Regions from separate parts of the Mus musculus genome. Here regions 1, 2, 4, 5, 6 and 7 are each linked to region 3. Evidence: chromatin contacts called from public HiCAR-type, HiChIP or PLAC-seq and promoter capture Hi-C data. All regions are on one chromosome and are shown on one strand. The core of a region is the stretch at or near the end of the contact, and the rest is flanking DNA. Distances in the headings are between cores, read along the strand shown.

Region 1 (3,748 bases), core at 814-3,313, 2.2 Mb after region 3:
GCACTTAAATCATAAATGTGCGTCGTATTCAGAGAGATAAAAGGCTGATACCATAGACTCTGAAGAAAGCACAGAGTTCTGTTTGAGTTTCAGTGTTTTGGAAGTGGGATGGGGGTGGGGATGGTGTTGTTGTAAATTGAATCTGTTATTATTGTATTTGCACATAATGTGAGGGAGTGAATGTCAGAGGACAACTTTGCACAGTTGATCTTGTCTTCTGCCTTTTTCGGTGCTCCCTGGATCAAATTCATGTGCCCAGGCTAACACAGCGAGTGCTTTAAGCCACGTGCCTGCCATCTGGTTGGCCCGGTGCTCTCATGTTTGTTTGCAATACGGGGGGGGGGGGATTGTTATACATGGGATGACACAGGGGACCGAACCCTGTTTTCCTTTCATGCTACACAAGTGCTCTTCCCTGAGCATCCCTCCCCCACACCCAGCAGAGAATACAACTCCACACTTTGCTGAAGCAAATGATAGCTGTAGCCCAACTTTGCAGCAGAGAAGCTGAAGCTTGGGGGTGGGGGTGGGGGAGGCATTTTGTTAATTGAAGACTATAGCCTCAAGGAGGTTAAATCCGGCTAGTGTCTTATTTCATTGTGATTTCAGTGATGTGTAACATGAACAACTTCATGGCTGAACAATAAATACTCTGTCTTGCTTTCTAAGTTTCATGTTAAGTGTACTTTACAAAGGTCTTTCTTTCTTAGATTTATTTATTTTATTAGTGGGAGTGTTTTGCCTGCAGATGTGTGTGTGTGTGTGTATCTTGTGAGTGCCTGCTGTCTACAGAAGAGGGCATCAGATTCTCTGGGATTGAAATTGAGCAGAGTGTGTGTGTGTGTGTGTGTGTGTGTGTGTGTGTGTGTGTGTGTGTTCTCAAAACCCCTGACCTTTGTGCACTTTGCTTCTTCCCACACTGATGACCCGATCTAACTGGTGACTACACTGCATAACTGACTGGACGTGGCTGCTCGTTGTTGAACACCTTAACTGTAGCCACCGTCTCTATGTGACCACTACTAAGGAAATTGTAGCAGGCAACTGGATGTTACATAACAAACAAAATTATCATAGAACTAAGTCCAAGAAAGTACAGAGTGGCATTACTTACTCAATGACACCCATGGGTGTACAACTCTGTACGAATCGATTCTGAAGTAAAACTTTAGCAGGGAAAGTATTTACGGCTCTTATTAGTGTAGATGAAAAAAGTTATAGACAATTAAGTATGAGCTGAGCAAAGGTTGTTTAGTCATCAGGACGATCTGGGCAAGATACAATGGGAATCTATCACATAGCTATTTTGCTTATTTCATATGATATATCAACATTTGTGCACCTTCATAAATCAAATGAAGAGGAAAACTTTAGCAGAGCTTCAATCATTTCACTTGAGTCTTTTTAAAGTAAGAAATCTAAATCCTTGAAAGTCATCCCCCCACCCCCAAAAAATGTCTGAGATGGAAACAAAAACAATGTTTCCATTACTGTTGCTTCTCTGTATCTTATAGAACACTAAGTAAATGGAAACAATGTTTCTACCTCTTACTGTTGCATCTCTGTATCTTATAGAACACTAAGTAAATGGAAACAATGTTTCTACCTCTTACTGTTGCATCTCTGTATCTTATAGAACACTAAGTAAATGGAAACAATGTTTCTACCTCTTACTGTTGCATCTCTGTATCTTATAGAACACTAAGTAAATGGAAACAATGTTTCTACCTCTTACTGTTGCATCTCTGTATCTTATAGAACACTAAGTAAATGGAAACAATGTTTCTATACCTCTTACTGTTGCATCTCTGTATCTTTTAGTACATTTTAGGGGGAAACTCACCAGATTTTGGGTAGGAAACCAGAAATATGTCATCTTCTCTAGCATCAAAAGAGTCCAAGGAACCAAGGAGTTCTTCTGAAGACATGGTAGAGAAGAAGATGCCCATGTACTTATGGAGGAGACTTGGCTGACTCTGGCATGACATCTTCCACTGACCCTATTAGAGGCTGTATAGTCAGCACAGTCCCTCCACAAGCCACAGACAAACCTGGCCCTTGGTCACAACCTCAGCAGAGTGGCAGAGGAATCTTGGTATCTCCAAGCTGATATTCCATGTGTCTATATATACCTTTTGCAGCTCTCTAGAAGAATAATTTTTAAACCACAACTGAGCCAATGTCTATTATAAAAGTCATGTTATCTGAATTTTTCTGATAACACAGGTTACAAAATGTGTCCTTCCACTCAGTTCAGGCTCATTTGCATAGAAAACTACCAGGCAGCCAGGAGTAATCACTGTGTTAAGATTGTACCACTATCAAATCCTTTGTCCTAAATAGGTAAAGTCTTTAGTCACTACAATGAATTATGTCACTGAAAGTAATTAAGAAAATTGGGTTTCTACAGTATAGGAAGTAGTCAGTATTTAAAGTTTGAGGGGACACAGCAACAGGGAAATAAGAATGTCTCCAGGAATTGGGAAATACTCTTGCGACAGCCTTTATGAGCTGTAGTTTAGAAGAAATACAGTGATAGTCAGAATACCACACTAAAAAGAGATTTCCTGAGAACACATGCAAACAGGAATCTGTAGAGAGAAGGAAGTTAATTCTTATCTCACTCAATTTTAGTCTTGGTTGGTAATATTACAATATTCCAGATTCAATTAGATATAGTAAAGAAATGCTCAGTTATTTCAATGAAACTCAGTTGAAAATTTGGCTTGTCTGACAATGGAAGGAACATTAATGAAGAAATGGACAAAATTTTAATCGAGTGTCAAAAATAGAGGTTATACTGTAGGGAAAATATCTGAAGAAGAAAGATGCCCATGGCAGTAACAGAAACATATACATAGTAACAGATCATATACACAGGAGATGACAGAGAATGCACTAATAGAATAAACACATGAACGGAGGACAGCAATGAAGTGTCCTGGCTTGCTGTGTTCTAGGACAAGCCAACAGAAAGCAGAGCTTGAGGGTGGGCTGCTCACTTGGTGCAGCTACGTAGCATGTAGGAAGCCAGGAATGGATGCCCAGCCACACAGACACAATGTATAGTGGTACAGATCTACAATCCCAGCACCCAGCAGGTGGAGGCAGGAGGATTGGAAATTCAAGGTCCTTTTTAAAAATAAAACTATTGGCAGGATTAATTTTTGATAGCTAATTTTTGCATAACTACCCATTGGCTCCCTTTTAGATACTTATTTTTACGTAATTAAAATATAATTATTTTAAGTCATTTCTCCCCTCCCCCTCCTCCCTCCTACCCCTTGTAGGTCCTCCCCTCCAAAATTCACACTCTCCTCTTCTTTAACTTTGTTGTTATATATACACATAAACATAAATGAATAAATGTACAGTCAGTACTCAGTACAACATGACTCAGTACTGACAGTGTTGCTTGCATGAACATGTTTCTAGGACTAAGCAATCACTCGGTATTGAAGAACCAATCATCAGGGCTCAAAAAGACTAACTCCCTCCCCCCCCCCCCCAACCCCTCAACCCCTTGTTAAACACTCATAGTTCTTTATCAAGGGGGAAGGCCCATGAGATTTCCACCATCTGCACTGGGGTATCAACTGATGCAGAGTCGTTCAGGTCTTGTTTAGGCAGCCATACTGTTGAGATTTGCATGTGTTCAGTTTCCCTAGGATGGCTAGAAAGTACAATCTCACATCAGACCTCCTGCTCAGATCATGCACTCTTCTCTCTTTCTCGATGCAGATCATGC
Region 2 (4,403 bases), core at 216-2,715, 2.2 Mb before region 3:
AACCGTCACACGCAGTGTTAGCATAGCATATCGTGTTCGGTATGAAAAAGATCATAAATCTGACTTGTGTTTCATAACAGCAATCTGAGTAGCCCCGGTTAAAATGTGCTGAATCTCTCTCTCTCTCTCTCTCTCTCTCTCTCTCTCTCTCTCTCTCTCTCTCTCTCTCTCTCTCCCTGTTAAGATGCAGACACTTGGGTACAAGGAACCTATGTCCACTGAACACGACACAGTCACTTTTGCAACACACAGAAGCAGTGTTTTGATATTAAGGTTGCATTGGGAGAAGCAGGGGTGTAGACAAAAACAAGGTTGTAATTTCAACTCTTTCTTGGGGGTGGCAGGCATACATTTCATCAAGCAGGTGTAGAAAGGTCTGGGAAAATACCCAAGACTGATATCACTTCCCTTAGCCTGGTAGCAACACCCCGCCCCCAACCTTTGCAAACTGTCCCAACCCCTCTTCCAGAGTCAGGGTGTGCGAATGTTGCAGCTCCCAATGAACTTTGTCTATTATGCACTAGACTCCTACTTGAGATGTTGCGTCGCGCTGCAGCCGCGCGCTCCACTCTCTTCCTCCGGCATCCACGTCTTCCGCCCCACATCTATTTCATGTCTCATCACAAAAATAATGATGCCTCCCATGATTTAAACAGAACCAAACAAACACAAAACCCTCTCTGCAGACCTGCAGCCCGGTGAAAGTTGCAGTGGTGGTGGGGATGGTTCGGGTGCAGCTTTACTTTATGCCTTCTTGGGAGAGGATGGGGAAGAAGAAGAAAAAAAAGCCACCCAACATCCGCACACGCACGCGCGCACCAGCAGACATACACAGCACAAATAAGCCGACGCGTGAGTACACAACCCCTGACTTACCTTCTCAATTAAGCGATACAGGGGAGGGTGTTCAATGAGCCCAGCGGCTGCTTGGTAGCGCTTCTCCTTGGGAAAGGTCAAAAAGAAACATTGTTTGAAAAAAAAAAAGGAAAAAAAAAAACCGGGGGGTAGAATCTCTCTCTATATATTTTTTTAAGTTTAAAATAATGAGGTCCTCCAGGATCCGCCAAGTACCAGTGTGGACCGCATGCGAGCCACAGGTGTCCTTCTTTTAGGCAACTGCAGTCCGGGGGATGTCTCTCTTGGTCCTGGCTCCTGACAACTTACCCCAGCAGTGTGCGAGGAGCCCGAGCTGAAGGAAGCCCTGGCTCTCAGCCGCAAAATGCAATCCCTTCCCAGCCAGACATAATACAGCCCAAGAAAAGGTCACCCAGTTATTACAGCGCCTCGGAGCCCAGGCAGCGCCTGTCAGATCCACAGTGAAGGCAGCTCCCTTCCGATTTAAGAGTATTTACCTCTCGCCCCCACCCCTCCCTCTTCTCTCTCTTCCTTCTCTCCCTCCCTCTAGCTGGCTCCCTTGCTCGCTAGCTTGCTTGAGCTCTCTCTCTCTCTCTCTCTCTCTCTCTCTCTCTCTCTCTCTCTCTCTCTCTCTCTCTCTCTCTCTCGCTGTGTCTCTGCTGTCTGTTCCGCAGCTCAGTCAAGTACAGCCGCCCTCGGAAAGTGCAAAAGCAGCCACGAGACAGATCCAGGCTTTGTTGCTAATTTCCCAGGGTGAAAATTGACAAGCCTGGGAGTGCAGTCAGCACAACCCATTGCATATGCTACTGACAAACGCTGGGGACATCCCCTCCCACCCATGCCTATCACACAGAGAATGTGACCTCTGCAGGACTGGACTCTGGAAGGACCCTACCTCCAGGACTCGCCCACAAGAAGAACTGCAAAAGAGCTCCAAAGGAGAAGGGTAGGGCTTCCTAAAATAACGGGGGCATTTTGGAATAGGATGGGGACTATGAAAGCAAATTGCCCTCTAAATCTGTTACTGACAGTGCCAGTGGAGGAAGTTAAAATAAAAGCCAAGGAATCAAAGTGCTACCAGGGAACACTGGAAAACTGCACAGCCCTCCTTTTAGTAAATGTCTGGGGGTGTCTGCAGTTTCCAGGGCTATGAATTCTGTTTAGAAACTCTCTGAAGTCCCTGTGCAGAATGCCTTGTCATGTAAACTCAGGCCAGGCAGTGCCACACACCCTTTCCTCTCTCTCGAATGGCCCCAGGAGTCAGACTGTGAACTTGTACCCCATACCAGGTGCTGAACCCAAAGTGGCCACTGAAACACACTTACTACAGATAGGTGAATACTTGACTTTGAAACCTGCTTCAGTGTTAGTCCCCAGGAAGCTGAGCCAGACTTCCAGGACTAAGCCGGTCCCCTGGCCACTTGCCCACCTACACCCTGCCTTCATACACTTATTTTAAGGCCTGGGTACATCCTTTTATTTTTGCCTCTAAATTTTTCCCATTACTCTTAACCTCTTCCCTGCACTCCGATGCTCTATAGGTCACTGGTAGCTTTAAACCATCTCCTTTTTCTAAGTTTTTAAACTTCAGCTATCGCCCACTTTGGTGTCTCTATCAAGGTCCTCTCAGCATCTCTCACAAAGCCTTGTCAAAAGGTTAAGCTTAAAAATAGTGCCAGTTTGAATGACACTGGATGTGATGCTCTCAGTGCCAAGACAGGATCAATTGTTGAACTACCCACCCACCCCAAAAAAACACTACCCACAAAACACCCTTCAAACAATACAGAAAAACTTTGCTACTTCTGTAACATCAATTTTAATATCTATCTATCTATCTATCTATCTATCTATCTATCTATCCGATCTATCAAATTATATATATATATATATATACATATATATATATACACACACACACACACACACACACACACTAAAGCAGTCCCCCTTGAATATTTATGTTAAATTATGCTTCCCTATATCCAAAGTCCTGGCATAGCCGGTCTAATTTATTTTTTAATCCCAACCTTCAGAAGGCTCCTAAGAAAATAGTAGGTGGCTTGCTTTCTTCTCCCTTTCAAAGACAACAAAACTCAGAACTAACCTGAAAAATACCGAAATTCACAGACAGGAAGATTACTGAGAACCCCTTCAGCTGTTCAGTCTATAAGCAGACTTCTTAAGTTTTGGCTTTTCCTGGCCCTAGTACTCAGGCGTGCGCGCACGCACACACACACACACACACACACACACACACACACACACATCCACACAGCTCCCTGCTTGTCCTACCCCACCCTCCAGCCAGATCTACTCTGAAAACACTCTGGTGTGTGTGTATGTGTGTGTGTGTGTGTGTGTGTGTGTTGCCTGTTATCTTTAGCAGCCAATGTACTGAGAAGAAAAGAGGGAGGGAGGGAGAAGTATGTGTGGGGAAAGGGAGAAATAAAATCAAAACAAATGGCACAGCTAATGAGGACAATTAAATTAATTATGTTCAAGGAGGATGAGGTTTTTTTTCCCTCCAACTGTATGATCTGTTACCCCTCGCTGGCAACTGCTTCTCCGTAATTCATGGCAACTGATGAGTGCATCTATGCAAATCTTTGTTTAAATCATTCAACTAATTAAATGATGGGATTATTCCTCTGCCTACGGTGACATCATTCGCAGTAATTAGTACTCTTTTGGACTGTGGCAGTAAGATCCCCCATATCAACACCAACCTGCAAAGGCATTAACCACTTTGATACCTTAAAAAAGGGCAACTATCCAGAGCTCTAATTGTATCCCATCCCCTTCCTCTCCCCCCATCCTCCTTTTCCTCTCTGGGTTAGCATATACCCCATACTTGTAGAGAGAGAGAGGGAGAGGGAGAGGGGGGGGGTGAAGTTAGTGAATAATATGCTAAACCACATGTGTAAAAGAATAAAATGGAATAGTTAACATTCAGCTCCATGCCATTCATTTTCCCCTAAAATGTAATGATAATTAGATGGGTCATAAAATGCTCTTCTTTTCATTATGACTGATGAAATGCATTAAAGCTGACAGGGTATTACCTGACAGTAATTAGGTTTTGTCATGAATTAAATTATTTGAAAGCAGGCTATCTCCCCAATCACGCAATTTACAGCAAGATTTTTTTTTAATCTGTGCCACAGAAGAGAGAGAGAGAGAGAGAGAGAGAGAGAGAGAGAGAGAGAAAATAGCAGTTTTTCTCTTCATAATCATATGAATTATTCACAGAAAAAAAATCATCAGAAAAACCCCCGTGCAGATGAAGAGGCTTGATGCTTAATGCGCACAGATGTGATCGCCAGTGGTCGCCGACAATGAAATATACAAGTGCACACAAAGTGATCCGGTGAACAAGAGGTGGAATTTAATCATCTTCTGCTGACACTTTGTGAAAAACACCATTAACCCTCAGCAAACCCCTGTTTTCCTGGCTCCCTGTAACCCCTAAAGTCTCAGCCCCTCCTCCCAAGGAGAAAAAGTGAAAGAAGAATTTGTGGTTTTGTTTACTCAGCCAAGCTAAAGGT
Region 3 (4,122 bases), core at 1,602-4,101:
CTCTCTTCATGTGCATTTCCTTTCAACGTCAAGTAACTCAGAGGATGAGGTCATCCTGGTACTATCGATCTTGCTCACTAGGGCAGTCTCCACGCACAGAAACTAAATGAAGGGACAAAAAGCCAAGGTACAAAATGTAACTGGCTGCCAATTTTAGAGAAATTTTAGAAGCATCTAATTTGCAGTGTGGCAGGAATCCCAGTTTCTCCGTGGTCAAGCACGCCTGGGCATGTCTGGTGACCTGCTGAGGCAAGGCTGAGGCACACTGGGTGACACAGGTGGAGGCTGCTTCCTAGAACAGGACTCGTTTTAGTGAAGAGAGGAGGAGAGAAACTGTGTAAGAAAGACTTAGTCACGCGATGGGGAGTCATAAATGCAGCGTGGGGTAGCTGTGACTCAAATCTGTCTCAAGTCTAGGCCCATGAAAACCGGTCTGGGTCTCTAAAGGAAGCAGGACTCATAAAGAGCTGTTTCACAGAAAGCCTGGGACACAGAGCACAGCAGCCCACCCCAGGTTTCCACTAACAGCGCTGCTCAACACAGTGATCTCCATTTCTCCCGAGGACATCCTGGCTTTGCCTGTTTGGCAGAGTTGGTGCCTGGAACAGCAGAGCCAAATGTAAGAAGGCAAAGGGGCAAGGTGTTAGGTGTGAGGGATAGAATCAGTGACCGTATTAGTACTGTAGTTGGTGTGTTTGAGGACGGTGCCTAAACCGATACATTTTATAAAGTATAAACAGTGGACAACTGATAAATAGGCATGCAAGAGAGTTGGGGTCACAACGAAAGAGAGCATCATTACAACTGAAGGGACCAGACAAGGCAACCACTCTGGATCAAGAGGGTGTGCTCCTGAGACCGCACACACAACTCTAACTCAGGTGGTGGCTGTGTGTTTCCCCACTGGCTGGGCTCCCACCTTACAATTTTATTCAGTTGGCCAATCTGGAAAGATCATCACCCAGGAAACTGAGGAAGAGGGTCCAAGGAGAAAAAGGTCAAGGCTCCAGGCCACCAAGTTTCTAGAATAGAGCCATGGGCCTTTATTTAAACAAAGGTTTACAGGGTGGGGAGGATTAGAATATTTGCATAATATTCTTAGAAGGTGGGGGGAGATAAAAAGATTTGAATTTCCTCTGCTAGGTCAGTCCTAATTTCTAATGTGCCTTAGAGCAGCTGCCACATACACTGAGTCATGCTTTATTCCAGTCCAGTTTGGTGATCCTCAGTCTACAATCCAGGATGACAACACATTCCTGATCTATCTGCAAGAATGACTCTGAAAGTTAGAGTTTGAGGTTAACGCCTGCCAGTGTAGCTACATTGTATATTATCATTTTAATTTTTGCTTTTCCTTGAGGAAACTTTTCTTTTCTTTTTCTTTTTTCTTTTCTTTTCTTTTTTTTTTTTTTTTTTTTTTGAGGATGTTTCCTTCCACTGGGGGAACATTACGTGTGATAGTATGTATCCAAAGGTTAAGGCTGCAACTGTACACTAAGATATTTGTGGGGCGGTTTCCTTGTGGCCCACACTAGTTGGCCTCAAAGTTGCAACAATCCCTTCTAGCCTCATACTACATGTTGTTTCTTTTATTATGTTTATTTTTTAAATTAGGGCAGTGAATTCTAGAAACATGAAAATACTCCACCTGGGGGATCTCTCTCTCTCTCTCTCTTTGTGTGTGAAGATCTACTAAGAATGAATGAGGGAATGCTCTCTGAGACTGCTTCCCCACTCCAGAGCATCAGATGTGCCCCGGAGTCAGGGTGTGATGTGGGCTGCTCACCAGCCTTCCTCATAAACTCCAGGTCTTTATTTTACAAAAAGCTTATTTACAAAGCATTCCCTTACCGAGAAGTTCAGGAAGATGCAATGCTTCCCTAGCTGTAAAGGGAAGGTTTGACTCTTGCCTGGGGATAGGGAGGAGCCTTTCATTAGTAGGAGTAGTAACCTCTTCCCTGCTTTCTTCTTCACACCCTCCCTTTTTGTGAGGCAGGATTTCAGTTTGGCCTGGAACTCGCTATATAGATCAGGCTGGCCTCGGAATCTCGGAGACCCTCCTGCCTCGGCCACCCTAGGGCTGGGGTTAAAGGTGTGCCTTTTAGGTGAGGTACCTGTGTGCACCACCCACCAGACTGGGAGGGAGGCCGGGAGATGTGGTCAGAGCTGCTGGGATTAGACAGTTGTGAGCCGCCTTGTGGGTGCTGCAAACCGACCGCCGGCTCCTCTGGAAGAGCGGTTAGAGCCCTCAACGGCCAGCGCTACACCCCAAGAACTCAGCCTGCCTACAAGTGTCACCCCAGATTTTATTAGAAGCTCCAGGACTTAAAACCTGCGAGGATCTCGAGCCAAAGCAACGCCCGCCTCGTCTGAGCTGCCCTCCTTGGGTCATTGGGACATCGGGACAGGTAAGCAAGCCTGGCTTGCGAGTCAAGCCTCTGCCTCCGCGGTGTGGACATCGGCTCGGCGCTTCAAAAACAAAAAACAAAAAAAAACCGATTTATCGAACTTTCTGCACATGTCTGAGACCTGTCTTTTGAGTATGGCAAGCGCTCAGACGGCCAGACACTTGCTCCACTTACGGCTTCCTTCTACAGGACACCACCTCCCCCGCAAACCACACACACACACTCTCTCTCTCTCTCTCTCTCTCTCTCTCTCTCTCTCTCTCTCTCTCTCTGAGCCGATGCTTCTCCTTCTCTCTGTAGAAGTCCAGGGCTGTGAAAATCCCCACCGACTTCGGGTTTCGAGGGCTCGTCCCGCCTCCGCCCGGAGCGGGAAGGCGTGGGAAGGCCCAAAGAAACTCTGGAGGGGCGGGGCCGCCGCGGCGCGCAGGCGCGCTGCCTCCTCCGCGTGAGTGCGCGCGTTCCGGCGCGTGTCCCCGCGCGGGCTCCGTAGCGCGTGTGCAGCCTGACGCAGCCCCGCGGGCCCTCCTCCCGCTCTGCGGCGGCCGCGCGGAGTTTGGGGCGTGCGGGCGCGGAGCGGGGGGTGGCGGGGGCGAGGAGGCGGCGGCGAGAGGAGGCGGAGGAGCAGCAGGCGCCGCCATGGCCGCCGCGCTCGCCGACATGGCCGACCTGGAGGAGCTCTCCCGCCTCAGCCCGCTGTCCCCCGGCAGCCCCGGGCCCGCGGCGCGCGGCCGGGCCGAGCCGCCGGAGGAAGAGGAGGAGGAGGATGACGAGGAGGCGGAGGCAGAGGCGGTGGCCGCGCTGCTGTTGAACGGGGGAGCGGGCGGCGGCGCGGGGGGCGGCGAGGCGGAGACCATGTCGGAGCCGAGCCCCGAGAGCGCCAGCCAGGCGGGCGGGGACGAGGACGAGGACGAGGAGGACGACGAGGACGAGGGCAGCAGCAGCGGCGGCGCGGAGGAGGAGAGCAGCGCCGAGAGCCTGGTGGGCAGCAGCAGCGGCGGCTGCAGCGGCGACGAGACGCGCTCGCTGAGCCCGGGCGCGGCGAGCAGCAGCAGCGGCGATGGGGACGGGAAGGAGGGCCTGGAGGAGCCCAAGGGACCGCGGGGCGGCCCGGGCGGCCCGGGCAGCAGCGGTGGCGGTAGCAGCAGCAGTAGCGTGGTGTCGAGCGGCGGCGACGAGGGCTACGGCACCGGGGGAGGCGGGAGCAGCGCGACCTCCGGGGGCCGGCGGGGCAGCCTGGAGATGTCGTCCGACGGGGAGCCGCTGAGCCGCATGGACTCGGAGGACAGGTCAGTGCGCCGCCAAGGGGACCCTTCCCGGACCTCGACGAGGGGGACTCAGGGGACTTCTTCCTGATTCGAGGGGACTCTGCGTGGATCCCGTCTAGGGGACTCCTCCCGGACCCCACAGAGGGGACCTAGGGGACTCCTCTTGGACTCCATTGAGCTGACTTCCTTGCCCGATCCCCTCCCATCTCCTGGACCCTTTGGCCCAGCGCGGGGCGGGGGGCGGGGGGGACCCTTCTAGCAGCGATCCCTTGCTCTGTAGATTCCCGGGCTCCGCCGAGGGGACCGAGGGGACTTTCTCGCCGCAGTCCTTTCCGTTTCTTGCTTCTCCTTCCCTGCCCCGCCCGCCTGCCCACCTTGGGAACGGCTTCGCCGGAATCTCCCCTGCCCCAGACTCTGGGACCCCAGACCTGGGGACTTTCTCTCCGGGA
Region 4 (4,248 bases), core at 159-2,658, 2.5 Mb after region 3:
GTGGATTACTCTCCAGGCTGCCTGAAAGGCAGTACAACTTCAGTTATCATTAGATCTCTGTTGACATCTGGCCCAGGAGCAAACTGCTTTGGGTTTTGTTTTTTGTTTTTTGTTTTTTTTTTTGGGGGGGGGGGGTTAGTTTGGTTTGTGTTTGTTTGTTTCAATAAAAGATGAAGTTGAACTCAACAAATGCCATAAAAATAAATAAAATAAAAAATACAGTGAATTGCAGTTAATTAGGTTCTGGAACGTTTAAGAATATATTGAGTATAAGTATACTGTCATATGTCTTTGAACCCTAAGCATTAATAGCCCAAATGATTATTGCTCTAATGGTCTGCCTCATTATGTCAACTTTTATTACAATTTCTCCTTGGCTTCTTTCAGGTTGTGAGTTATTAACTTCCGGACAGTAGGCCTGTGCTAATTTGCATGACTTTTAAACTAATCATTAGACTTAAAGAGCAATTTTGCAATTGAAACCCATGGCACTTAATTGACTTCCTACCTCGAGGCAATAAATTACCCTGAAACAGCTCACCTCCCTACCAGTCTACACAAGGGCAGCTTTAGTGCTGCTGTTGTGTGTGACTTGCACTGATGATTCAGACGGTGTTGGGGTACGGGTTGGATGTAGTCGCACCGTGGGGCTGTGGGTGTCCCCAGAGGGCTGGCTGCGTGGACTTGCTGCAGCAATGGCCCTTAACCTCCTAACCGCAAACGAGGTCGTGGCGAGCGTCTCCGCTGCCACGCCTCGGACCGGCAGGTGGTCGGACCGACGCCCTGACCGCGAGCTTGGCAGCGGGACGTGTCCAGGACCGATGGCCACATCTCACGGGCTGGGGGCGGGCGGGCATCCCTCCACGGAGCCGGGGACCGCGGGAAGGGCAGGGCTCGGCGCCCCGTGCTCTGGGGGGCAGGACCAGGAACCAACCTCCACGAAGGCATCCGTCAGGTCACTGGCACGGTCCATCACCGGCAAATGGCGACCGGCCACAATTTTCACCTTCAGCTTCCCCGGCATCACGGCGGCTTCGGCCTCTCCTAGGATTCCTGCAGAAACAAACAAGCGAGTCTGCGCCGAGCGAGCGAGCGAGCGCGAGCCCGGGGGGGGGGGGCGCGGGGGCGCGCGGAGAGGCGTCGGGAGCGCGCGCCAACTGACAGCGGAGGGCGCGCGCGCCGCACTCACGCTCTGAGCAGGAACCGAGTCGTCCCGCGCGGCCACCGAGGCCTCATTCCGGAGAAGCAGCCGGAGGAAGGGCGCCGGCCAGCCGTGCTGCCCTACCCCTGACGTGCTGCAGAGAGCCGCCAAGTCCAGTCAGCATCCCGCAAAGCAGGCACCGCGCCCACCCACCTTTCTCCTCCCACCTTCCAAAAATGGCGGCTCGAGGGGCGGGAGCGATCGATCTCTCGGTGCTCTGCCCTGCGGCGGGGCCGATTTGAATTCGCGGGGCCATGGGAGAGGGGCGGGGCTGAGCTGGAGAGCAGGGGAACCGGTCGAGCCCTGCATCATCTACCCAGCCTCGGGTCGGTTAGGTGCAGGAGCCGTGCTGAGGACACGCTCCAGCGCTCTGGGCACCCGGCGCTGGTGACAACCCAGCCGCGCTTCATTTTGTTGGCCCTTGGACAGACTGCTGCTGCCAAGCATACTAGAGGAGTCTACTTTTAGTGTTTCCTGAGACGGCCACCAGGAAGGGGTACTGATGCGAGTAGTGGTTTTCTATGAATTTCAGTAAGAATCCTCTGGTTAGAGTCAGGTGTGGGGACGCACACCTGTCAACCCAGAACTTGGAAAGTGGAGGCAGGAGGATTGCATCGAGTTCTTAGCCAGCCTGGGCAACAGACGAAAAGTTTGGCTCAAAAAAGAAAAAAAAAAAAAAAAAAAAAAAAAAAAAAAAAAAAAAAAGGAAAAGGGACAAAAAATTACACACACGCATCTCAGCTAGTGAAAATAAATATTATTTCTTCAAAGACTTATTTCAGTCACAGGCAATTGTACTGTGTACTGGGTTATAGATGGCACTTCACACTTCCTTATGTCAGTGTGAACTTTGTGTGTCAGTGTGAACTTTCTTTTTTGAGGCAACATCTTGCCTGCTGGCCTCTCCTTGGTATGCAGCCCAGGCTGGCTTTGAATGTGGCAGTCTTCCTGGTGTATTGTCACAAGTGCTAAGGTGATGGGTTTGTGCCTGCACATCCAGCTCTCTAAGTATTAAGCATTCACACGCCTAAAGGAAAGGTCTACAGTGCTGGCTAAAAGTCAGCAAGAAACGAACCTCCAGCGGTACATGTAGTCAGTGTGAGAAATGAGCCCGAAGAAGACCTCACTAGGTCTCTGTAAATTGACCCCACTCTAGATACATCATGAGCCTGTCAAAGTGGGGTATTAGATACTGCTTCAGACTATCAGAAAATGATTGGGGTTGAAGCCCACACACAGGATGGAACAAGAGCACTTCCTACACTATGGCAAACCCAGCATTGGCAATACACTCTGTAGTAAATACTGAAATCAACACTGAAAATGCCAGTGGGAAAAAAATCACAGCACTGAATTTATCAGGAATGGAAAATTCCTAAATGAAGATATCAGCATGGTCTTTTTAACTTCAAAAATACTAAAACAGGATAGAAAAATTACTTGAAGTGGTAATGAACCAGAAACGCCCTTTCAAAAAGAGTCCTCCTGAGAAAGGAATTTTGCCCATGGGCAAAACTGAATTCTTCCAAAGAAAATGTCCTGCTCAAAAGAAGAAAAAGAATAAGTAAAAGATACATTGTTGCATACTGTTTGGACTAGAGAAATTTCCATCCTTGTCAGTAACAATAAGATCACAATCTCACATAATTTCCTTGGACCCACCTGTAGCTTTTTCCTAAGCACCTAAACTATCCTTGCTGAATTCAAGGGTCTACTACAAATCAGTCCATGTTCTTTACATTGTTTTCCCCTTCACTGAACCATTTTATTTAATAAACCATTTTTTAATGAAATCTATATCTAAGATTGTTCTCTCTGCATCTTCTCAACTGTTCCTCATCCTGCTTGGCGGTAGTCTTTGCAGTTTTTGGTCTGATGATAAACTCCTTGCTGAGGTAAATGCCCACACGGACATGTGGGCCGCTGGCCTTTTCTGCTGTCAATTGTGGATGACATTTCCTGTAAACCTGGACTGTCTTGCCAATCAGCTGACCTTTTAAGTGTCCTCACACAACCTGAACTTCATCCTTTGGGATACACAGAGATCAAGCCCCTGCCTCAGATCTTTGGAAAGGGGGATAGAGATGTTGAAATCCCTTTCCCATCGCTCCAGTTAGAAAGAGCTGAAAATAGTGACACGTGTCTTTAATTCCCAGCCCCAGAAAGGCAGAGGAAGGTAGATCTCTGAGTTCAAAGCCAGTCTGGTCTACATTGCAAGTTCCACTTAGGTCAGAGTTACACAGTGAGAAACCGTCTGTCCCTGCAGCTCCCTCCCCACCAGAAAAGAAATTTGCAAAAGTCCTTCAGTTTGTCAGTCACCCACTAGCAATGGTGCCCGAAGACCAGAGCTGCCTTATTATACGGATGGCGGGATAGAGATAGCTTTTTCTAAGGAAAATATATTGCCTTGTTACCAATTCCTCTTTTAAAGTATAAATGCAAAGACCGGAAGAGGGACTGCCGAAACTTCAGGCCCAACCTGGGCTACAGAGTGAGACTCTGTCTCTGAAAAGAAGAAGGCAAGAGTCTGGGGATGTAGCTCAATGGCCAAGCACTTGCTTAGCACAGGAGCCTTTGGGTTCAATCTGCAGAACCACAAACAACAACAACAAACCAAAAAGAGATACAGGAAAATGCAAGAAAACTGAGGCTGAGCGATAATTTTTAATGGGACATAATTCACAGAGTTACAAGGTGTTGTGATGTAGAAAATATTTGCAAATTGTACAATTAGAGGTTAGCAGGCTCAGCCTCCTAATTAGTGGACCTCCTAATAAAGTGCTTGTGCATACCTGCTGCCCGAGGCATCAACAACAGGAGATTATAATTAAGATGCTTCCTGAAGACTTTTAGTGGAGTTAAGCCTGGCTTCAGCTTAACCGGTTCCTAGTAATTGGACTCGTTTGTTTTAATTAATGCTGGGAACAGTGCTTACTTTCCTGACAAATAAATCATGAGATGACCCCCTGATTAGCATCTTCGGCTTCATAGGCTGCCTTTCTTCTTGCAGATTAGTTTTGAAATAAAAGCTAGTATGTACTACCTGT
Region 5 (4,227 bases), core at 438-2,937, 2.9 Mb before region 3:
TAGAAGTAGCTGTGTGTGGACCAGACTAGATGGCAGCTCAGTAGGGAAATAAGCAGGTTTCTATCTAGCAGAGTAATTGTGTATCTGACACCACATTAATAACTTACATTTATCATGGCCTCAGGTATTTACAAACTACAACTTTGCATACAAACCTATTTTGATCACCCAGTTTTGCAGTAAGTAGACTTATGTCCTAGAACCTTCTAGTCACTAAGAATTGAATTACAAATAGTTTGAGCTCATTAGAGACCTGTTTACCAGATTGCTGCTTAATTCTCAAAATTTGAGTCTCTGGGTATATGTACATCTCTGGCAGGACTTTCCTGAGATGAAAGAACTAGAGCAATTGATTCACTAGAGAAACTTGTAGTTCAGACAAACTTGTAGCTCAGCAGAGATGGTCCATGTGAGTACAGATACAGTGGCTCACCCCCTAGACTGTGAACCTGGAGTAATTCAGAGAAACCAGGCTGAGAAAAATCATCACTGAATCTCAACTTTAGAAAGCAAAGAAATTGTCGCGATCCTTTCTTACAGATAAGGAAAATGAAGTTCACAAAGGCCAGTAGTGTGTCCTAGGTTACATGCTCAATTATTCACAGAACTAAGGCCAGTAGTGTGTCCTAGGTTACATACTCAATTATTCACAGAACTAAGTTAAAAAAATTCTTTTCAGGCCTGAAGAGGGAACTGAGCAGTTGAGAGTGCTTGCGCTTCTTAACACTTAAGTATGGTTCCCAGCTCCTGACTAACTCTTGGTCCAGAGTGGCCTGGCCTGGCCTTTGCACATACCTGAACACATGTGCTATGCACACATATGTGTGTAGACACAAAAATGAAAATACTATATTTTCTAAATGAAAGAAGCTGGACCTTTTATTGAATGTAGCATCTGCCTGTAATCCCAGCAATGGGGATCTGGGGTCTGGGGCAGGAGATTCAACACAGCAACCTCTTGTCCAACCGTGATTACAAAGCAAACTGTCTTAAAAACAAAACGAAAGGGCTGGAGAGATGCTCAGCGGTAAGAGCACTGACTGCTCTTCCAGAAATCCTACGTTCAATTCTCAGCAACCACATGGTGGCTCACAACCATCTGTAATGGCGATCTAATGCCCTCTTTTGGTGTGTCTGAAGACAGCTACAGTGTACTCATATACATAAAATAAATCTTAAAAAAAAAAAAAACAAAAATAAGAAACCGAGTCTTCCTAAGCTTATGTCCTAGCTGCTCTTTCACTGAGTCCAGACTAGAAATTACAGCGCGTTCTAGCTCCTAGACTACCTTGGCTGTCCCCTGAGGGCTCTGGAACACTACCCACAATTCGGGTCCAAGACTACATTGCTCCGCTCATGCAAGAAAGAATCCAGTCCTGCCACTCACATGATCCTACAGCTAAAGTTCCTAAGTCTGATTCTGTCTAGTTCAATTGGCCATGTAAGCATTTAAAAATGGTCTGGGAGACTTCTGGAGCTGGGGAATGCTCAAGTCACAGGCCTGACCTGGAAAGACAGGGAACAGGTAGGGTGATGACCTGGCTGGGCTCCAAGCCCAGGAGCTGGAGAAAAGTTTAAGTGGTACAGGACCGAAGAGGCGTGGCTTTGGTAGGGCGTTGCAAAAGGGGCGTGGCTCTGGGCGGGGACTTGACAGGAAGGAGGAAGGCCAGGCCCGTGTGGCGACCTGGAGCAAGGGTTGGCTTTCAGCGGTGGCCACAATGGCTGCTCACTGCCGGGGCACAGAGCTCGGTAAGGGCCAGCGGGTTGCGCTCCCCTTCGCCAGGTTGGGGGTGGGGGTGCCCAGGGCGATCCCCGGAGGGCGGAGACCTGAACTGAGGCAGAACTCGGGGACAGCCCTGTCGCCAGGCTCTATGCAGTCTTAACCCTTTAAGCGGAAGCAAGGAAGGGTTAATTAGATCTTTGCACTATGTAGCTCTGTGGTCGCAGTAAACCAACCCGAGTGAAAAGCCTGCCGGGTACTTGTGTGCCATTCATTTACTGCCGGACTCACGTAGCCATTCCCAAAGTTGGCTGTGCTGGTGGTCATCGCCGTCTGCTAAAAATGATTTTAAATGCTTAGACAAAATGTTCTTTTTAAAACTATTTTTCACCTTATTGATACTAGTTCAGATATTTCTGGGAAAAAAAATTAAAAGTCTGTAATTCAAACGTAGCAAAAACGTGACTGAGCCAAATGTCAATGACTTAACTTTGCATAATAGATTGTTTGCTTTGTATCCTGGACCCTCTTAGGTGTGTGATTTTGGGTAAATTACTCACTCTGTGCTTATATACCGGCATCTGTAAAGTAGTTATTTATTAGGAAGCTACTTCTGTCTGAAGGTGGTTTGGATAGTGTGAGGAGGGGATACTTGGAGCCGCTGGTATATTTCTCTGCACTTAGTGTTGAATAAGCAACGATAATGAGCGCACTAAGTTCTTTTCATAGGGACTGATTTTGAGTGGCTGTGAGTGATACACAGGGTTACTCTTTTCAGAAGGGACTTGCCAGTCTAGACTTTAGAAGTGTTTAGAATTGCATGCTTGACAGGTAGTCTCTGTACCAGGTTAATGGCACTTTAGTCCCTCTCTCCAACAGAGCCTTACACTTTATCCCTGCAGTGTAAACTTTAGCAGTGACCCTGGAAGATGGACTAAGGGCTGAAGATGAAGCTAGTCTGCATCTTTGTACAAGGTCGAGGATGTAACATAATTCCCCCCCCCCCCCAACAGCTCTTTTAAAGTTTCAAATTTTCCTTTCAGGAGATGCAATTAAGCCAATTTTACTCCCCCCCCCCCCCCCCGCCCCCAGCCCCTAGGTTTCTCTGTGTAGCTCTACACTGTCCTGGAACTCACTCTATAGACCAGGCTGGCCTGGAACTCAGAAATCCACCTGCCTCTGCCTCCCAAGTGCTGGGATTAAAGGCGTACGCCACCACTGTCCGGCCATTTTTACTTTCTTAAAGTGTAAGTCCTGGGCTGGGTGCTATTGCACACACCTGTAACCCCAGCATCAGTTGTGTGTCAGGTTAGCCTGGACTATATAGAAAGAGCTTTCTTAAAAAGCCATCAAAACACTACCTTTCCCGTGTTGCAAAGTAACAGTGTAGACATTAACAGCTGCTATTTAGAGTAATAGTTAATGTGCACTCACACCTCCATGTATAGATTATATTTTCCTTACTGTTCTTGTTATAATCACATAGATTGCAAGAGTTTTTGTGTGCTGTGGTATTAATCCTTAGGCGTGACACAGCTGTAATCTAATCTGCTAAAGTAAATCACGTGAATTATATATGTACTATGAAAAAAATTGTTCTGTATTAATTTCAACATTGCTTTAATTGATGAGTTTTGTGGTTTTTTGCTGATTAAAGACATCTTAATGTTTTTAATGAGTACTACTTTTTAAAAAGAAATTAGCGTTATTTAAACACATTTGTATTAAAAAATTTTTAGGAAAATGCAGTTATCACCAGGGAGATTGTAGAATTCATTAGTCATTGTTATTTACAATTTTTTTCATTTTATTTTTATTTTATGTGTGAGATTTTGCCTGTACACGGTCTGTTTACCATTACACGTGCAATGCCTGTTGAGGCCAGAAGAGGGCATCCAATCCCCTGGGATTGGATTTCAGATGGTCTATGGCTGCCATGTGGGAGTTGAACTCAGGGCCTCTGGAAGAGCTCTTGACTGCTGAGACATCTATCTCATCAGCCTTTAAGACAGCTTTTAAAAATCAAATGTATTTGTCTACTTTGTGTGTGTGTGTGTGTTAGTGCTGGGGGTGGGAATACGCGCATGCACACCTCTGGAGATCAGAGGGCAGCTTTCACAGTTATCTCACCTTCTACCTTTTGACAGCCAAGATTCAAATTCAGGATGTCTAAGTGTGGCAGTAATTGTCTTTGCCCACTGAGCCATCTGGCTGGCCCTGAACTTGATTTTTAGGATGAGAACTCTGCAAGGAAAGTTTCTCCCAGCAGGGGATGTGTAAAAGAGGCTTTCCAGACAGGGATGCTCTGATTGTAATAGCAGAACGTGGATGTCCAACCGTCTGGGTCTGGGTGGTTCTGGAGCACACTCAGGAAACCACCATGCTGGTTGTTTGTTAATCCCTCCAGGGTCTGTCAACCAACATGTTCTAGACCTTTCCTTAAAATGTCCATAAACATGTTTTTTTTTCTTCAGTTCCCCAAGTAACCTAGGCCCTTACATGTGGAC
Region 6 (3,891 bases), core at 302-2,801, 2.5 Mb before region 3:
CGTAAAATCACATTTACCAGATGGTCAATAATTAGTAGGGCGTTACAGCAGAAACCCTTTATGTATTGATTAACTAGCCGATAGTTTGGACAAAGTTCAATGAGATCATTAGATGACTGAGATGCTCTTTGTAAAAGTGTGCCCTTGTTTTCCCACTGGCTTTCCGAAGATAAGAGTTAAGAATTTTTGTGCACCTTTCTGTGTAATCTTGCCTTCAGGATTTGTGCTGTCTTCCTTGGTGTAAATGAAGAGCTCTTTAAGTCCTTGCAGTACTAACCGCTCTCAAGGAAATTCAGAAAGCTCTGCTCCACTGCACTCAGTGTTCTGGTGTGGCCCCAGAGAGGAACTGAACAATGTTTTCAACTGAAATGAAAAGGTCGACCAAACACTCTTTTCAGATGTTCTACCAATCATGCCTTTAAAGAAACCATCTTCAGGACTGACTGACTTCAGCTTGGGTCAGCACATTGCTTCTTAATTCCTTTTAGTTTTTGGAAGGGATATAAAATAGAACTGTCTACTGAATCTTGAAAGTCAGAATCAGAGTGGGTCCTGGTGAGAAAAATCTTAGCCCTTGGGGGCTGAGGCAGGAATGGTCATAAGTTTGTGTACAGACTAGTGTGTACCACGCGTTCCAGACAGGGCTAAGTAACAAAATCCTCTCTAAAACGACAAATAAAACCAAACCAAAGAGGCACCCAGCTAAAACTCAGAAAATTAAGTGGTTCATACTGAAGAAGGAGGAGGAAGAAGACGAAGAGGAGGAAAATGAAGAAATAAAAAAGAGAATAATCGTGTAAAAGAAAGGAAGGAATAGAAAGAAAGGAAGAAAGAAAGAGAGAGAGAGAGGGAAGGAGGACAGGAGGGAGGAGGACAGAAGGGAGGGAGGGAGGGAGGGAGGGAAGAAAAGAAAAGAAAGGAAAAGAAAAGAAAAGAAAAGAAAAGAAAAGAAAAGGAAAGAAAAGAAAAGAAAAGAGAAAGACTGATTGATTCTCAGAGCAATGTGGGGCACAGGTGTAAACTGGTAAAGTTCCCGAGTGAAATGTTGCAGATGGGAACTTATCAACCTTAGAGCTCTCAGAGCTGGAGCTTGGCCATTACTGTGGGGCTCTGTGATGTGCAATAGCTTTGATGTTGCCCTAACGACCCTGCCCCCTTGCAACACTTTCCTAAGTCACTGTGAAACAAGTTAGTTGCCTAACAGACTCATAATTTCGCAGGTTTCACTTTGCACCCTGAAGGTATTCACAGCAATAGAGCCCCTCCCCCGAGATTTACATTTCCTTAAAACATTTTCTTTTTAGGTTTTCCAAATTCAACACTAAGGTCTTTTTGTTTCCAGCGACATAAAAGTTAGCAACCCCTTCCTTGCTTCCCTTCTTCCGGAGCCGGAACAGAACTGCCAAGATCCTTAGCAGAGAAAGACCCTCACCAGCCACAGCAGTTTCGGGGCGATTCAGGGGTGGGATTTGGCAAGCTCCGAAGGCGGGGCTTGGCACGGTCAGGAGGCGGGGTGATTAATAGAAAAATAGCCTGAAAAAGGGCGGTGCCAGCGCGGGTCCTGTTGGTGAAAAGTCCCAGAAGTGCACAGGCTCGGCAGGACAACTTGCAGCCCTTCTCCCTGGATTCAGGTGGGTGCTGCGCACGGCCACGGTGCTGCTCCCAGGCTAGGAGTGGGTGGGTGCAAGGGGCCGGTGGGTGGCAGGTGTAAGGCTAGAGAGTGGCTGTGCCTGTTTGAAAAGCCTTTGTTCCCTTTAGTTGTTTAAATGACCACCCCCCGCCCCCATTTTTGTGGCCCGCTCTAAATGAGAATTGTGCTTTTCTGTTCCTGCATTAAGTTTTCCTTTCTCAAACTCCAAGAAGAAACTTGGGAGCACGAGTCTTTTCATGTTTAAGAGATGGTTTTCTTATTTCTTATTTTCAAGCCCAAGTAGCATTCCCTTTGAAAGGGTCTCTTGATCTTGAGGGGAGGGGAAAAAAAATACATGCAAGTTGTAACAAGATGAGAAGTCACTGCGGTTTCAGCAACTTCTGTCCTTTCCCAGGGAGTAAAACCCTACAGTGTCCCGGGTGACTTGGACATGCAGGCCTTTCAACTTGTTGAAAAGTTGTTTGCTTTTCTAGATTCTCCTGTGGTAGGCAAGAGAAATCTCTACAAGTCTTTACACTGGTACTTTTGATATCATATGACTTACAGACTTAGCAGAGCAGCAGAGCGTGCTCTGTTGTGACTGTAGCCTGATGACCAAAGACCTGAGGGCGCAGCCCTTGGGCAGCTACTCCCCAGAGCCGCCCTCCCCTGTGGCCACTGTAGTCTGGCCCCACTGAGGCTGTAGGGAAGGTGCCTGGGACTCTGATCATGTGTGTATTTCTGTTCTTCCTCTGTTGCAGCCCTCTTTTCTGTCCTCACAACAAATGTGTTTGCTGCTTTCGATCCATTGAAAATTGAAGAGTCATGGCCTTGTGGCTGTGTGCCCAGATTTTCCAAGTTTCACAATACTGATGCAGATAGGGCAAACAGTTTTGAGAAGAAAAGAACTTTGCTTTTTCTTGGCTGAGGGCCCATGAGGAGAAAGAGGAGTATTTCTCAACTGCAGATAGCACTGGGGCAAAATATGACAACAGGAGTTACAGGAGAAGCTTCCAGGAAATGAGAAAACAGCACCCCACAATTCCTAGAATGGAATTGTGAGTCCAGGAACTATACAGGTCGGCGATGACAGGGCTCCAGAGACAGGCAGGTGGGGTCTCCAGTCTCCATTGTACCACCTGGCCTTATTTATACCCTACTCAAGCTTCTTTCCTTCAAAGTAGAAGAAAATGGTTTCTGTGTCGGAGTCTTTCATCCCAAGCTGTTTTCAGTCAACTGGTGGGCATCCCTTTGCTCTCTCCTGACAGGCATCCTGGGTAGGTGAAGAGACCCTTGTGTGATGGTGATTGTCCCGGGAGAGGGAGGGCCTAGGGCTTAGAGGGTGGACTAGCAGGCCAGGCACTGAGCTACAAACACTTTGGAAAACAGAACCCCACTGTTTTAGGATCTTGAGAGAAAGGTTTAGCCATCAGAACCTGAGACTTGACACTTGGCCACTTTTGTTATCCGCAGCTTCCGGCTGCGATGAGGTCATAGCAAACTGTAGGTAGTACCCTCTACTGCTGCATCTTCTACAGGCCTCAAGTTCTGGTCCCCTTAGGGTTGAGGGTAAGAGGCTCATCAGCCTTGGCAGGGTTGATGTTCTAGCTCCTGGGCTTGGAGTAGGGAGTCTAGACATTGAGCAACTCTGGAGTTTCTGAGTTCAGCATCGGAGTTTCTACCTTTGGCTCTTATTGTCTTTCTCACCTCTATTTTACCTCCTTTCTGCCCCAGTTGCCCCTAGCACCCCTCCGCTGTCCTTCCATGGCTTTTGTCCTGCTGCCTTGGGACTCAGTGTTCTTCCTTGGCTTCTCAGGCAGGTCGCTATGCTAGTGATGAACAGCACATGAAGTCAAGAAACTGGATGTGAGGATGTAGGCTTGGAACCCTAGCCCTTGAGAGGCTGGGGTAGGCATGCAGTGAGTTTGAGGCTAATCTGGGCTACATTGTGAGACTCGATCTCAAACGATCACATGTACACACTCAATATATAGACGATAAAAGGTTCTCAAGGGAAGGCTTTTGATGCTGCCATGCCAGGAAGCAGCGTAGAAGGTGCCTCTATGTTGGCTTACAGAGTAATCCAGAGAGAGTAGGTTGGCGCAGATCATAGCAGGCATTCATGAGTGAAGGGAAGGGCTGTGTTCTCACCCACCGTGGCACGGCCCCTCATACACGGGATAAGCTGCATTTGCACCAATCACAGCAGTCCACCACATGCAAAGAGAGAACTGCTCAGCAGCTAAGCTCCCAATTGGACT
Region 7 (4,205 bases), core at 965-3,464, 2.9 Mb before region 3:
GTCTTCTCCAAGAGCATCCTCAATTATAGGCAGAATTCTAAAATAGCCCTTAAGAGTCCAGCCCCAAGCACAGATGCTCTGTACAGTCTGCCTGTACCTTTGAGTGTGGGTAGCCTGGGATGCCTATGGTGGCATAATCACTATTTGGATGAGGTAGCCTCATATGACCAGGGCCTGGGGAAGATATTCCTGTGGTTTGACATAAGCTCAATGTCACAGGTCACAAAGAGGCATTTCTGCTATCCACGAGTAGGAAGTACCGTGCCATGCTGTGAGCATGCACACACAGGCTTCATCTTTTTTTTTTAACTTTAGCAATCACAGTAAAAACGTGTGGAGGAGCTTATACTGCCATATAAGATGTGTGTGTGTGTGTGTGTGTGTGTGTGTGTGTGTGAGAGAGAGAGAGAGAGAGAGAGAGAGAGAGAGAGAGAGCTTACATTTCCCTGCTCTATTTCAAAGACTTATTAGGCCTTTTCATTTCTCCTGCTTCCCTGTACTCTCACCTGCAGACAGAACCTTCCGTTACAACAAACCCCCCAGGAGACACTAGAGTCACAGCCTTAGAGGTAATGGCTATGCTTAGCACCTTGATTTGATCTGCAATCATCAAAATACTACTCTATTCCGTAACCGTGAACAATGACTATATATCAAGAAAAAAAAATAAAAGCAGAATAAAATAGGGCTTTAAAGAAGCCCTAACAGATGACCAAATCCCAAAGGTATGATTAACAATGAGCATAATAAGATCCCAAATTAATAATCATGGTGTGTGAATAGTTTATCTATCATGAAGTAGGCATCCACCTTCATTTATTTTCAGATAGCCTATTTGTGGAATTTCTTTCACAGTGATCTACAGAGCATTTTTGCCACCCATAGATCTCTTCATGTAGAGAGGATTTGTGTCACTTCTACAGTGTCTATTATAATGCCAACATATGCTTGATATGCACTTTAAAAGTAGTGTGTGCATGTGTGGTAGGCAGAAGTCAGTCTTAGGAGCCCCAGGAGCCATTCACTGTTAGGTTCCAGGCTGATACAAGAGGCTTTCAGAAAGGGGAAAGGGGATACCAACTCTATGCCTTTGACCAGGGTCAGACATAGCAAAGTCTGGAACCAGGCCCCCCAGAGTTAAGATTTCAGTCTGTGAGAACGTGACTTTTCCTCCTAAAGAGACTGGAGTAGTCAGTCCCAGGCCAGTGTGTGCTTGGTCTGTGGCACACATGAAGTATTCTGTGTTCCTTTTGTGCAACACTGCTTGGTTAGCTTTCTGATGACTTCGTCCCACTGTATGATAGGTTTTTCTGTTCCATTTTCCCCATACAAACAGTATATAAGATGCTGTACATCTTAATAAATTAGCTTAGCATAAGACATAGTTTTAGGGAAAACCTCCTGACCCCAACTTTCCTGTCTTCTTTATTTCTGATCCGTTCGGTCCCTCCTCTCAGGAGCCTCTCAGTGAAGAATGGCTCACTGGTCCAGATGCATCTACACTCTTTTGTTTTTGAGATGTTTTTCACTCATACTTGGAACTCACTGATTGCTATGCTGGCTGGCAGGGATTGGTATCTTTTCAGTGCTGCATTCCAAGCATGTATCACACCATGTATAGCTTTTTTTTTTTTTTTGTCGGTACTGGGTATCACACTTCATGCTTACATGGCAAGAACTTTAGCCCAGTAGACTGGGGTCTCTCCCTCCCCAGCCGCAGTGATAGTTGCTAGAGCCACTGAAAGAGCCCTTATCAGTTAGGTTGTCACGGATCCTTGCTGAGCACTAAGTGAATATTTCCCACTTGCAAATAAGCATTTGCTGGCCATCCACTAAACGCCAGTCACTTATCTGTCACCAGGATATAAATGTTGTTAGCATAACCACTCTATTAGGGAAGTCATTACTGTTTGTGAGTTGTGACGGTGTATGCCGGGAGGGGGGTGGGAAGGAGAGCGACAGAATGGTTGCTACTGGGTAGGCAGTTAGATGTGAGATGATTATGGAAAAGTGTGTCTGTAGCTTAGCAATGAGAAGGTTACAACTCTACAACAGCATCCTACAAGGGACGGACTCGGCGGCTCCCAACACTGGGTAGCAACGGGACGCCGCGCGCTTGACGTCGTCAGAGCAGCATGGGTTCGGTCTCCGAGCTCGCGCCTGCGCACACTGCTTCTCGCGCTGCTGCTGGGAACTACCGCCTTCCCGCCAGTCGTCACTTCCGGCTGACGCGACGCGTCGGGCGACGTCACGTCCTGCCGCTACCGGTAGGGACCGTGAGTGGCGGCAGGCCGGCTCTCCGGCGCTCCCCTCCCCTCCTCCCTCCCTCCCTGTCCCTCCCTTGGCGGCCGCGAGTCGCGGGGACTCTGGAGCCGGCCTCCTTCGGCGTGAGTGCGGGGGCCTCAAGCAGCCTGAGGCGCCGCGGCAGAGAAGGAGGACGACCGCGACCCTCGGTCCCCGCTCCGCGTCACCGCGCTCGCCGCCGCCATGGCCATGAGGCAGACGCCGCTCACTTGCTCGGGCCACACGCGGCCCGTGGTGGATTTGGCCTTCAGCGGCATCACGCCTTACGGCTACTTTCTGATCAGCGCTTGCAAAGGTGAGCTGAGCCCGCGACGGCCGCGGCTCCCGAGTGCCGACGGGTGGGTGGGTCGTGGCTGCCAGCGACAGCCATCGCGCTGCTGGGACTAGAGGGTCGCCCCTGGCCGGGCTTTATGCGTCCCTCCTCCCCACCGTTGTTAGTGCTCCCCAACACCTCGCCTTTCTACCCACACAACTACATTGTGTTTGCCAAGGATTTACGGGAAGAAGAAATTAGGCCAGGCCGAGAGGAGTGCCCTTTATGTCCTCTCACTCATTGTTTCATCCTTTGTGGTGTGAGCCTCATTTTTTTTTTTCCCCGACGAAAGTGTACGTTAGGTTTATGTGGTCCAAAGTAAAAAGCGGCTATCTAGATCGTTTTGACACCGCATGTCACTGGCATCCAGCCCACGGTTTTTCAGAAGTTTTTATTTATGTGTGCCTGTGTTGTCTCTATGCATGCTTGTACCTGTGTGAAGGGGTGCCCCAAGAGGAAGGCATCAGATTGTCCAGAGCCGGAGTTAGAGGCTGTTGTCAGCCTCCGTGTGGGCGCTGGGAATCGGAATCAGGTCTTGTGGAAGAGCGTTTCCCAGGTCTTTATAGTTGCTTTGTAATCCGAGTTTGCAAAGGTGATGAGGGAGGCCTCTCATTCGGTCCCAAAATTGCTTATGCTTCCCAGGAAGAGTGGCTACAACTCCTTAGTCCCTAGGTCACTGAGACCATATGCACAGACCAGGATGGGGACACCCTCCCCCACGCCCCCACGGCTTAATGGGAGTAGGGGGGAGCAGTCAGAACAACGGTTTTCCAGTAGTTTGCTGCTCAGGATTTGGTATTACGTTGCATGCTTCTAAATCACAGATGTCTGAAAATATTTTCTAGATGGCAAGCCCATGCTCCGCCAGGGAGATACAGGAGACTGGATTGGAACATTTTTGGGTCATAAAGGTGCTGTTTGGGGTGCAACATTGAATAAGGATGCCACCAAAGCTGCGACAGCAGCTGCAGACTTCACAGCGTAAGTGTAACAAAAATGGCTAACTTCATTCTGTTTGAATTTTGTGGTGACATGGCCAGATTCTCCAACTTCACAGTTAGACATGAGGTTCTGACTCCGAGGATGCTATAGACAGTACATGGTGTTTGATCTCACCACGATTCTGTCCTGGCTCTCTGAGCATCCTTGTGACTTGAGATGTTTCAAGGACTGATGTCTCTCTCATCGAGACCAGGAACGTGGTGAGCTATACAGCTTGGACAATGGGTGCTGCTGATGTCCTTCACAGATAGTCTTGAACACTTAGTGAGTGCTATACAGTGATGTCTCCAGGCACCTTTTCACTCAGCTTTATTACTGGCTCTAGATAATCTAAAACCGGACCTCAAATTTACTTTCTGTTTTCTATGGTTTTAAAGATGGCTGTCTGAAAGATTCTTAATTTTCATTAGATCCTCATTTTCTTAGTTGGGTTTTATTATTGTGAAGGTACAACATGACCAAGGTAAAGGTAACTCTTAGAGATTTAGCTGGGGCTGGCTTCCAGTTTCAGAGTTCAGGTCATTATCATCATAGTGGGAAGCATGGCAGCATGCAGGCAGAATTGGTGCTGGAAGAGCCAAAATGA

Evidence for each region. Promoter capture Hi-C pulls out the DNA fragments that hold promoters and counts their contacts. HiCAR-type assays count read pairs that join an accessible place to other places. HiChIP or PLAC-seq counts read pairs in DNA pulled down with a chosen protein or histone mark. Capture Hi-C pulls out chosen DNA fragments and counts their contacts.
Region 1: a contact with region 3 is called in an H3K27ac HiChIP or PLAC-seq map of bone marrow-derived dendritic cells, with 13 times the contacts expected there. The contact joins the promoter of Sult6b2 here to the promoter of Aebp2 in region 3. A contact is called at or near these places in 2 of 39 promoter capture datasets (the 3T3-L1 cell line and pre-B cells), 3 of 115 datasets of contacts at active chromatin or transcription factors (bone marrow-derived dendritic cells, embryonic stem cells and thymic regulatory T cells) and 1 of 9 other capture datasets (liver).
Region 2: a HiCAR-type map of astrocytes shows a contact between it and region 3, with 5 times the contacts expected there. The contact joins the promoter of Lmo3 here to the promoter of Aebp2 in region 3. A contact is called at or near these places in 1 of 39 promoter capture datasets (hippocampal neurons) and 1 of 115 datasets of contacts at active chromatin or transcription factors (astrocytes).
Region 4: an H3K27ac HiChIP or PLAC-seq map of embryonic stem cells shows a contact between it and region 3, with 6 times the contacts expected there. The contact joins the promoter of C2cd5 here to the promoter of Aebp2 in region 3. A contact is called at or near these places in 2 of 39 promoter capture datasets (embryonic stem cells and pre-B cells), 4 of 115 datasets of contacts at active chromatin or transcription factors (embryonic stem cells and large pre-B cells) and 2 of 9 other capture datasets (adipose tissue and liver).
Region 5: a contact with region 3 is called in a promoter capture Hi-C map of pre-B cells. The contact joins the promoter of Dera here to the promoter of Aebp2 in region 3. A contact is called at or near these places in 2 of 39 promoter capture datasets (hippocampal neurons and pre-B cells), 1 of 484 Hi-C or Micro-C datasets (B cells) and 2 of 115 datasets of contacts at active chromatin or transcription factors (astrocytes and bone marrow-derived dendritic cells).
Region 6: a contact with region 3 is called in a promoter capture Hi-C map of 3T3-L1-derived adipocytes, with 10 times the contacts expected there. The contact joins the promoter of Mgst1 here to the promoter of Aebp2 in region 3. A contact is called at or near these places in 2 of 39 promoter capture datasets (the 3T3-L1 cell line and 3T3-L1-derived adipocytes) and 1 of 115 datasets of contacts at active chromatin or transcription factors (large pre-B cells).
Region 7: a contact with region 3 is called in a promoter capture Hi-C map of liver, with 4 times the contacts expected there. The contact joins the promoter of Strap here to the promoter of Aebp2 in region 3. A contact is called at or near these places in 3 of 39 promoter capture datasets (cranial neural crest, hippocampal neurons and pre-B cells), 4 of 115 datasets of contacts at active chromatin or transcription factors (embryonic forebrain, embryonic stem cells, extraembryonic endoderm stem cells and 1 more) and 2 of 9 other capture datasets (adipose tissue and liver).

What each region holds. Positions count from the first base shown.
Region 1 is chr6:142,802,403-142,806,150 of GRCm38.p6, forward strand. Sult6b2 (sulfotransferase family 6B, member 2) reads right to left here and starts at 2,064. Exons shown (of 6, transcript NM_001145390.1): 1 at 1,844-2,064. The coding sequence starts at 1,988.
Region 2 is chr6:138,421,565-138,425,967 of GRCm38.p6, forward strand. Lmo3 (LIM domain only 3) reads right to left here and starts at 1,466. Exons shown (of 4, transcript NM_001356306.1): 1 at 877-1,466. A830011K09Rik (RIKEN cDNA A830011K09 gene) reads left to right here and starts at 1,541. Exons shown (of 4, transcript NR_126073.1): 1 at 1,541-1,801; 2 at 4,108-4,236.
Region 3 is chr6:140,620,651-140,624,772 of GRCm38.p6, forward strand. Aebp2 (AE binding protein 2) reads left to right here and starts at 2,852. Exons shown (of 8, transcript NM_001005605.2): 1 at 2,852-3,694. The coding sequence starts at 3,045.
Region 4 is chr6:143,098,744-143,102,991 of GRCm38.p6, forward strand. It overlaps C2cd5 (C2 calcium-dependent domain containing 5), which reads right to left and starts at 1,409. Exons shown (of 29, transcript NM_001362113.1): 1 at 1,190-1,409; 2 at 935-1,053. The coding sequence starts at 1,024.
Region 5 is chr6:137,752,890-137,757,116 of GRCm38.p6, forward strand. Dera (deoxyribose-phosphate aldolase (putative)) reads left to right here and starts at 1,688. Exons shown (of 9, transcript NM_172733.1): 1 at 1,688-1,749. The coding sequence starts at 1,719.
Region 6 is chr6:138,138,976-138,142,866 of GRCm38.p6, forward strand. It overlaps Mgst1 (microsomal glutathione S-transferase 1), which reads left to right and starts at 1,552. Exons shown (of 4, transcript NM_019946.5): 1 at 1,552-1,631.
Region 7 is chr6:137,732,868-137,737,072 of GRCm38.p6, forward strand. Strap (serine/threonine kinase receptor associated protein) reads left to right here and starts at 2,215. Exons shown (of 10, transcript NM_011499.3): 1 at 2,215-2,599; 2 at 3,463-3,598. The coding sequence starts at 2,488.